3 separate regions of the Mus musculus genome follow, and all the other regions are linked to region 1. A link is a contact called in public HiChIP or PLAC-seq and promoter capture Hi-C data. All regions are on one chromosome and are shown on one strand. Each heading gives the region's core, a stretch centred on a gene start, on an enhancer-like site or on the middle of the called end of the contact. The rest is flanking DNA. Distances are from core to core; before and after follow the strand shown. Region 1 holds the start of Abca8a (ATP-binding cassette, sub-family A (ABC1), member 8a). Region 2 overlaps Gm39444 (a long non-coding RNA gene). Region 3 has its middle 28 kb from the start of 1700023C21Rik.

The links. Promoter capture Hi-C pulls out the DNA fragments that hold promoters and counts their contacts. HiChIP or PLAC-seq counts read pairs in DNA pulled down with a chosen protein or histone mark.
Region 2: a promoter capture Hi-C map of liver shows a contact between it and region 1. The contact joins the enhancer-like site here to the promoter of Abca8a in region 1. A contact is called at or near these places in 16 of 39 promoter capture datasets (the 3T3-L1 cell line, 3T3-L1-derived adipocytes, the C10 cell line and 7 more), 1 of 484 Hi-C or Micro-C datasets (nephron progenitors), 2 of 115 datasets of contacts at active chromatin or transcription factors (extraembryonic endoderm stem cells and pancreatic cancer cells) and 1 of 9 other capture datasets (adipose tissue).
Region 3: an H3K27ac HiChIP or PLAC-seq map of heart atrium shows a contact between it and region 1, with 5 times the contacts expected there. The contact joins the enhancer-like site here to the promoter of Abca8a in region 1. A contact is called at or near these places in 23 of 39 promoter capture datasets (the 3T3-L1 cell line, 3T3-L1-derived adipocytes, the C10 cell line and 14 more), 2 of 15 datasets of contacts at CTCF or cohesin (the NIH/3T3 cell line and embryonic stem cells), 69 of 484 Hi-C or Micro-C datasets (the AML12 cell line, the BV-2 cell line, the C2C12 cell line and 30 more), 7 of 115 datasets of contacts at active chromatin or transcription factors (bone marrow-derived dendritic cells, embryonic forebrain, embryonic stem cells and 4 more) and 2 of 9 other capture datasets (adipose tissue and macrophages).

Annotation. Positions count from the first base shown.
Region 1 is chr11:110,094,521-110,097,220 of GRCm38.p6, reverse strand. Abca8a (ATP-binding cassette, sub-family A (ABC1), member 8a) reads left to right here and starts at 1,284. Exons shown (of 39, transcript NM_153145.4): 1 at 1,284-1,358.
Region 2 is chr11:109,926,082-109,928,944 of GRCm38.p6, reverse strand. It overlaps Gm39444 (a long non-coding RNA gene), which reads left to right. Exons shown (of 2, transcript XR_880288.2): 2 at 132-1,140. Among named protein-coding and RNA genes, the nearest start is that of Gm39444, 3.1 kb to the left of the region's middle. Within about 2 kb of position 1,379, at least 23 of the 459 cell types and tissues checked have an H3K27ac peak or open chromatin away from gene starts, as enhancers often do. A contact at or near this core is called in adipose tissue and liver, where this site is marked.
Region 3 is chr11:109,872,758-109,875,457 of GRCm38.p6, reverse strand. No RefSeq gene overlaps it. Among named protein-coding and RNA genes, the nearest start is that of 1700023C21Rik, 28 kb to the right of the region's middle. Within about 2 kb of position 1,362, at least 35 of the 459 cell types and tissues checked have an H3K27ac peak or open chromatin away from gene starts, as enhancers often do. A contact at or near this core is called in adipose tissue, cochlea, fibro-adipogenic progenitors and 2 more, where this site is marked.

The sequences.
Region 1 (2,700 bases), core at 35-2,534:
TCACTGACACACAGAAACTAATTTTTGGTTTTTTTTTTCTTTCTTTCTAGCTATGAAAACGAAAAAGAATTTTCTAAATATTAGCTGGGCAGTGGCTCACGCTTCCCTTCTTACTAAAATCTCTCTATTAAGCTGTGACTTGTCTAACTCGGGTCCTTTTAGGCTGCCTTACTTTTGGTTTTCAATCTCCTATACGTAGCTGAATGTTGTTCTGAGTGAATGTTGTTCTGAGCCATACTTCCCAAGACCCATAACGTTAGCATTTCTTCTAGGCTACAGTTACCAGGTGTGCCTGACTCACTGTAAAAGGGGCTGCTCAACCCCTCCTCACTCACTTCTCTTGCTCTCTTGCTCTCTTATCCTCTTTCCCCTTTGACCCTTCTCTCGCCATTCCCTGTGCTCATGGCCTCTACTCCTCTCTCTCTCTCTCTCTCTCTCTCTCTCTCTCTCTCTCTCTCTCTCTCTCTCTCTCTCTGTCTTTCTCTATCTCTACTCCCTCAACTCCCCCTCCCCATGCCATGAATAAACTCTATTCTATACTATACTATAACTGGTACCTCAGGGGGAAGGGATGCCTCAGCATGGGCCCCCAGAGGCATCCCCTTCCCCGACACCATATCGCACCTCTACCAAACATACCCTTCGCTGCTGCTTCTTCTTCTTCTTCTTCTTCTTCTTCTTCTTCTTCTTCTTCTTCTTCTTCTTCTTCTTCTTCTTCTTCTTTTTTATAAAACACAACACATAATGTTGAGCACATTTTAAAGATGGAGTCTATTGACTGATTCTGGCCAGAGCAGGAACTGAGGAAATGGACAGGATGGAAGATATGATATAGGAAAAAAATCAAGATATTGCTTTCTAGGCTGTTTGAAACATAATTAGAATATCTGCCTCAACATGGCAGAATAAGTCCAGAGCTCAGAGCCTTTTAAGGGACAATATTTTATTTTATTTTATTTTATTTTATTTTATTTTTTGAAATCTGTCAATTTCTTTTGGGGGAGGGCCCAGAAAAGTTACAAATTTGGACTCCCTCGGCAACACAGATTTTTCTGACACTATAATTAGTCAAATGAGTAGGGTTGGCAATTCTCTGCTGTGGGAACTGGCTGGAAGTCAATAAAAAAGAGATTTGTTCGAGAATGGTCACGTGAATACAGTGCTCAGCAGGCCAAGAAAATTACAACCACAATCTTCCTCCAAAAGCAGTCAGGCTGACTGGGAATGCTCAAAACAGGCAAACAGAATGAAAGCAATACAGATGTGATAGAGACCGGGGAGAAGTAGAACCCATTCTCTTGGAGTGGGGAAACAGAGGTAAGCCAAGACTCAGGATACTTTCTTCGGACATTCCAAATGTAAGTTCCTTTTTGCTTCTGTTTGGTTTGTATTACGTAACTATAAGTGAGATTTCATTTACTCAATGAGAACTTTTTAGGGAGAAGTTATTATTTATTTTTCTGCACAGAGTTTTAGTGTTTCTGGGTTTATTTTCCTGTGGTCTGCAAGGGGAAGTTGTGGGTAGTTTTAAAGACATTGTCATATTTTCTAGTTTTAAGTAAAGATGTGGGAATGTGCCTGTAATGTGTTAGTAATGGTGAGAAATGTAAGCAGGTCTTCTGGAAGCATTTTCTGTGTGAATATGAATGTGAATCTGCTGCCCAGCTGCAGTTAGACACACACATGTGCATGAACTGTACAGTAACTGGCAGGCATTTCCAATACACTTTCTCTCTAATCCTGAGAAGTCTTTAGTATGGCATTTAGAGAAATGCTTTTATGTCTCAGCCTGTTATTCTCAGACTTACAGGTTGTTTGTCTATTTGTTGGTTTTGTTTTGTTTTGTTTTGTTTTGTTTTTAACATAAGATTCTTTCCTGCACGTTTTTATTTGTTGGGTATGATGTATTGAATCATACTGAGGCATGTGCCACTTCACTACAATGGCATTACTTCAAATGTCATACCCTTTGCTGTCGGCAGGAGTTTGCAGTAAACAGGGTTTTGTTGATTGGCACAGAGTCAATAACATTCACTCACGCTGAAGCAAAGCCTTCAGTTTTACTTGTACATGAGCTAGCATGGATCTAGGAACCAGAGAAGGAAGGAAAAGCAAACAAGAGGGACGTTTTACCGAGCTTATTTATGCTGCATGGCTGATTTGCAGTGGAACTCTGAGATAGAGAGTTAGTCTTAGTTCTGGCTACAAAGGGCTGTGGCTGCTCCCTTGACTGGTTCAAGTTATCCCATCTCTCTAAGAATGTTCCCGTTGCCCGGAGCAATTCTTGGGGCTTCTGGACACCCTGACTTAAAACATTTATTTATTTATTTATTTATTTATTTATTTATTTATTTATTTATTTGTTTTTGCTAATACTACATTCTTCTCCATTTGTCAGCCCAAAAGGCTTTCTGATATCTTTTCTCCACCCTTTTGTACGAAGACTTGCCTCTGAGCCTTATTATATAACCATGTGTTGTTTTCTTCTCTGGAAATAAGCTGTGAGTGGCTACTGTGCAACTACTGCCCAATGGGACTGTCCCATCAACTCTACACCTGAATTTTTATCCTGGGAAATAGGCATTTCTCTGTTTGAACTTGTCTCATGACTGGGATGATAGCATCATGCAGGGAAACTTCTATTCTCTATCTGTATGGCAATATCCCAATATCCCATCACAACATGGTCGACCAGTTTTA
Region 2 (2,863 bases), core at 130-2,629, 170 kb after region 1:
TCTGCTGGCAACATGGATGTATTGGTTCACCTTGCATTGCATTGCTGCGTTTCCTTTGTAATGACTTAATAGAGAAAAGCTTACCAAAGAACTTCTCATGACATCCCTGTGTCTTCTTGCCTCTTCCACAGAATCAGGCTGGTTGGTGAGCCTCACGGTTTCTTCTGAACTGAACTGCCCTTGACAATTCATGTGTGGTGTCTGTCAAGTGGACCGGATTGCAGATGCTAATTTGTGTTTTGTGTTTGTCTAGTGAACTGGACTGAGAACAACAATGATTGGAATCACCCCCCAAAGAACTATTTCTAAACATGTCCACTTCCCCTGTCTCCTAATTACCTTTCTTTTCCACTACTTCTGGTGGGTGATGGGATAGAAGGGAGATTGAACCCTTACAAAGATAGGTTGTGAAAAATATATGCCTATAAAACCCTCTGTCCCCATTCATGTATATCACCATAAAAGAAGAAGACATATATTGTGATTGTATTTTCCTGAGACTAAGTTTGCATATCTAACTGACCTTTTTCATTATCTAGAAAGATGTAGCAATTTGGAATCCCAAGGAATATAATGCCAAGCTGGGAGCTTTCTGGATATATGATTAGAATAGAGCATCCAATCCTACCAAACCTTAACACACTATGTTGTTACAGTAGAATCCCAGACACTAGACATTTCTTCTTCTCTATTTCTGTAAGTCAATGTTCAGAGATCAGTAGATTAATCAAAATCATACAATAGCTAAAGAGCTTACCCAGGGTCCTACTGACAATTGATCTTCTCATCGCTCCAAACAGCTTCAATGTCATGCTAATTTGGTTTGGAAAGCAGCAGGTGTAGAAACCCCAGACCCTTCCCAACGTGCTCCAAATTCAATCAGAAATGAAATCATACCTATGTGGTATGAAGCAAAAAGATAACAAAATAACATTATAGAATGCCATGCTGCATGCTATCAACAGAAGTGTTCACTGCAATATTTTAAGGAAGGGCTGGAGAGATGGTTTAGTCGTTTTTCCAGAGAACTCCAGTTCAGTTCCTAGCACCCACTTTGGGTGACTCTAATTTCAGCTCCAGAGAATCAGACATCTTTTTCTGCCCTTTATCTGCACAAATACATACACACACACACACCAATAAATAATAAATAAATTTTAAAATCTTTTTAATGTTTAAAGATAAGGAGATGCATTTTGGAATTAGCCTGTCTTATGAATGTGAGCTGAAAGACATTTATCCTTGAATTTGAAGGAATCATTGGAGGCTTATGGGTGAGAGCAGAACAAAATTACTGGAAAGCAACTGGAGGGTTATCAAAGATAAATTGTTCTTACTTCAATACAAGGCACATGGCCAAAGGTGACCTGTTTGACCAAGAGTCTGCAAACATTTCTTTAGTGGTGACTAACTGGCCCTTCTAGTTACAGTCTGTGGGTTTCTGGGGTTCAAAAGAAACTGGCAAAGTCCGCCTCAAATGGAATGGCAGCAAGCCAATAACTAGGAAAACAGCTCAAATACAGTAAGTAGCTTAATTCTATTGTGATTTGGAGGCGGTGGAGACCAGTAACTCACAAGGTAATCATTTAAGTGGTAATCATCTAGAAAGACTGGGAAGAGGATAAGGAAGGAGAAAACAAAGAGATACCTAGAGTGACTTGTCTTCAGATCTGTGCCATTCTGAACCAAAGGTCATCTGACTCTTTGTATAATGGCCACAGCCACAGTTATTGGCCATCAGCCATCAGATTTTACTGGGGTTCTGTTTTTGGTTTTGTTTTTGGTTATTGTGAAACCCAAACCACAGCTGTTAAGCACTTAGTTGCAGCTGTCTGGCAATGACATTCTGCCTCTACTTGATATAAACTCCATGTGTTCCTTTGTGAATGACCTCTTCCTTTGCTTCGCTGATAAGGACTTTTGAATAGTAAAGATATTTACACTTGTGGGGGTTGCTGCATCGGTGGACACAGACTTCTGAAGCATTGTGTTGCCTGTCTGATGTTTCAAACACAGGAATTTAGAATGGAATGTGGTCCAAGAGCCTGGATCCCAGGTCTCTTAAGAGAGCCCAGAGACAGAGATTGCTGGCAAAGAAAGCAGAAGAAGGGAAAGATGGGGTCTACGAGGGAGAGGGATGGTGTCAGAGGGTGAGAATGAAGGGAGAGGTGGATCTTCCACCACTCGAATCATAAAAAACCTGATGGAACTCCAGCGTGTGAAAGGTCAGGACATTATATTCAAAGGAAGTAGAGGAGTCCAGTAAGCTATAAGAGCTTCTGAGACTAGTGAAGAGAAGCAACTTAGGACAAATATTGAAACCCAATATAAAACAAAGACAGCCTTGTTCTCTACCAAAAGCTTTATGCAAGCTACTTCTAACAGTCAAGACATTAAAGACAGTGCTGGTGGTTTTTATTTCTATTAAACCATGTGTCCTAGTCTGATTTTCTGTCACTATAGTAAAACGCTGGCCAAGTCCAGTTAAGGAGAAAGGGGATGACTTCGCCTTACAGGTTACAGACTTTAATAGAGGGGAGCTAAGGCAGGAACCTGAAGGCACAAATGAAACAAAGACCACAGTGGAATGATGCGGATTGGTTTGCTCCTCATGCCCTGCTCCCCTTGCTTCTCTACACAACACAGACCTATGTGACTAAGGGTGGCACTTCCCACAGTAGGCTGGGCCCTCATCAGTGAATTAACAATCTAGAAAATGTCTCACAGACATGGATGCAGAACAGTCTGATGTGAATAATTGTTGAGTCGAGGTTTGCTCTTCCTAGGTGACTTCAGGGTTTCATCAGGGCTGACATCTGAAGCAAACTTTGACCTTTCCACATCTTGCCAATATTTTTTATGT
Region 3 (2,700 bases), core at 113-2,612, 220 kb after region 1:
TGTTTGTTCGGTTGGTTGGTTGGTTGGTTGGTTGGTTGGTTGCTTGGTTGCTTGCTTGGTTGCTTGGTTGGTTGGTTGCTTGGTTTTAACAGAACACGGTGCTTTTCATGAGCAGACCCCTTCTTTGTTTCTCACAATTATCTTGTGTAGGAGGAATGAAGGTCTGATTATTCCCATCGGTAGACTGGCTATGTTATCAACTGAACAGCTGCGCCATTCAGGGAACTGGATGAGGCCCCAGGGAAATGATAACAACAAAGTAACTCTGGCCCTCACAGAGTCTAATGGGGAAGGCAGATGTCCAGTGAGTTACAGAAGATTACAACACCGTACAATGAGGCCTACAGACTAGGAAAACAGGACTCCATGGGGGTTAGTGATTTACAAGGGGCAGTAAGGTAGATGATTGACAGCTATAGTTGCATTTGTGCATTCGTATGCACTCATGTACACTTGTACATATGGAGGCCAGAGGTCAATGCCAAGTGTCTCCCTCAGCCACTCTCCACCTTAATGTTCAAGGCAGGGTCTCTCACCAATTCTCCTACATTGGTTGGACTATGGATTCCAGGGATATCTGCCTTGTCTTTGTCTCCCCGGAACTAGGATCACAGCCACAGAGCCTGGCTTCTTGTCTGGGTTGTGGAGATCAAAATCAGATCCTCATGATTCTGAGGCGAGTATTTTACCCATTGAACCATGTCCCCGGGCCTCATCTCTCTAGAGGACAGTTAGAAAGATAGGGCTAGTGATAGGCACGATCTTAGTATGTGATACCTGGAGGGTTCTCGTGAATCAGAAGGTAGAGAGCTTAGACACATTGCTGAGCAGCCGTGGGAGAATGAGCTAGGTGCCTCAGTGAGGTAGATGTACCCAGTGAGGGCTCTGGTGGCCCTTTGTCACACAGAGATGCATGAATAGCAGAGTTGAAGGCATGAACTTCGGGTTAGACCCTTCATGGCAAGCCTCTGGTGACGACCATCACCGATTACTCTTTATGTGCCGAGTTTTCTGATGGCAGGCGACTTAATCTCTCTGAGCACCAAGTCCCTCATTCTCACACAAGGAAACAATAGTACCCTCCTCAGATGCTGGCTGTGGAATTCAGGAGAGGGAGTTATGCAATCTGGTTTGCTTATTGTGTGACCCACAACGTACCCCATCCCTTAGAGGAATGTTGGTTTTCAATGAGGAAGTGTGTACGTACCACATTCGTGAAGTATTATCATTATCAGTACAGCGGAAGAGGCTAGCCCCCTCTCCCCCCCCACCCCGTCTTTCCGAGGCTACCCCGCCCCCCAGAGCCGCACGGAAATGGGATGGCTGTGGTGAGGTTCGGACAGATGTTGTTTCTTGCTGTGGCCAGGGAGATAATGAGAACGACTTCCGTGCCGGGAGAAGGCTTGGACCAAATGTTCTCAAGAGTCCCATCCAACTCTTAAATTCCATGAGAGTAAGAAAAACCAAATGGTTGGATTGTAGCAGTCAGGAAGCTTCTGTCCCTCTGGGGCAGCAGGAAAAGGTCACAGAGCTCCGGCCATGAAATCGGTTCTTTCTAGAGCGCGCTCCTCCTCCCAGCCCCAACCCAGCTTCTTATTTACAGCCACAGAGGAGTCCTTTGTTCATGTACCCTTCCCTATAGGAATCTGGGAACATGTTCTAAAATTCCAGAATGTGCAAAGATTGGGGGGGGGCTTGCCTTATTTGTATCATTCCCCCAAAAAACCTTTTCATAGAAATACTCCCCACCAAGGAATGCAAAGAATTATCATGATATTTAGGATATTAGGATATATAATAAGCATTTTAAAACTGTGTTTTGTAATACTTGGTTCTGTGAGACCCTAGTGCGGGGAAAAAAACCTTGTTTTGTGGAGATGCGTAAATTAGTTTTCAGATTGCGCCATCTTCTGGTCGAATCTGGAAAATATTCTGATGGATTTCTTTCTTTTTTTTATTTTTATTTTTTTTTTTTTTTTGAGACAGGGTTTCTCTGTGTAGACCTGGCTGTCCTGGAACTCACTCTGTAGACCAGGCTGATCTCGAACTCAGAATTCCGCCTGCCTCTGCCTCCCAAGTGCTGGGATTAAAGGTGTAAGTCACCACCGCCCGGCTCTGATGGGCTTCTTATTTTTAGCAGAGCTATGGCATGAATTTGCTCCTGATGAAGGTGGACCAAAAATGTGTCTCCCCAGTATTTGATCCTGGTTTCTTGGGAAGTAGCAGCTTGAACTGCATTCAGATCTAACCAGGGACGGTTCCCTTTAATAATCACTGTGTTTCTTCTGAAGAGCTTCTGCTGGTCTAGCTCAGATATAGGCTCAACCTCTAGGAAGAAGACTCTTGCAAAAGACCCTCAGCTGCCAATGTTACTGGACACATCAGTCATTTTCTTTTAATTGTCTGAACACACTTAAAATGACTCCTGTGACTTGGAGGCAGGGGACAGTGGGAGATGTGAGACCTGAGACCCAGGAACTGAAATCTCTAGTCTACTCATTATAAAGGCAGGTTGATCAAGAATATATGCAAATTGGAAGGTGGAGTGTGGAAAGATGGTGCCGTGGTTAAAAGCACTCGTTGCTCTAGCAGAGAACCTAAGTTCACTTCCTAGTACTCCTATGGTGACTTACAGCCGTCCCTAGTTCCAGATCAAGGGAGTCTAACATCCTCTTCTGACCTCCACAAGCCCCTAGCATT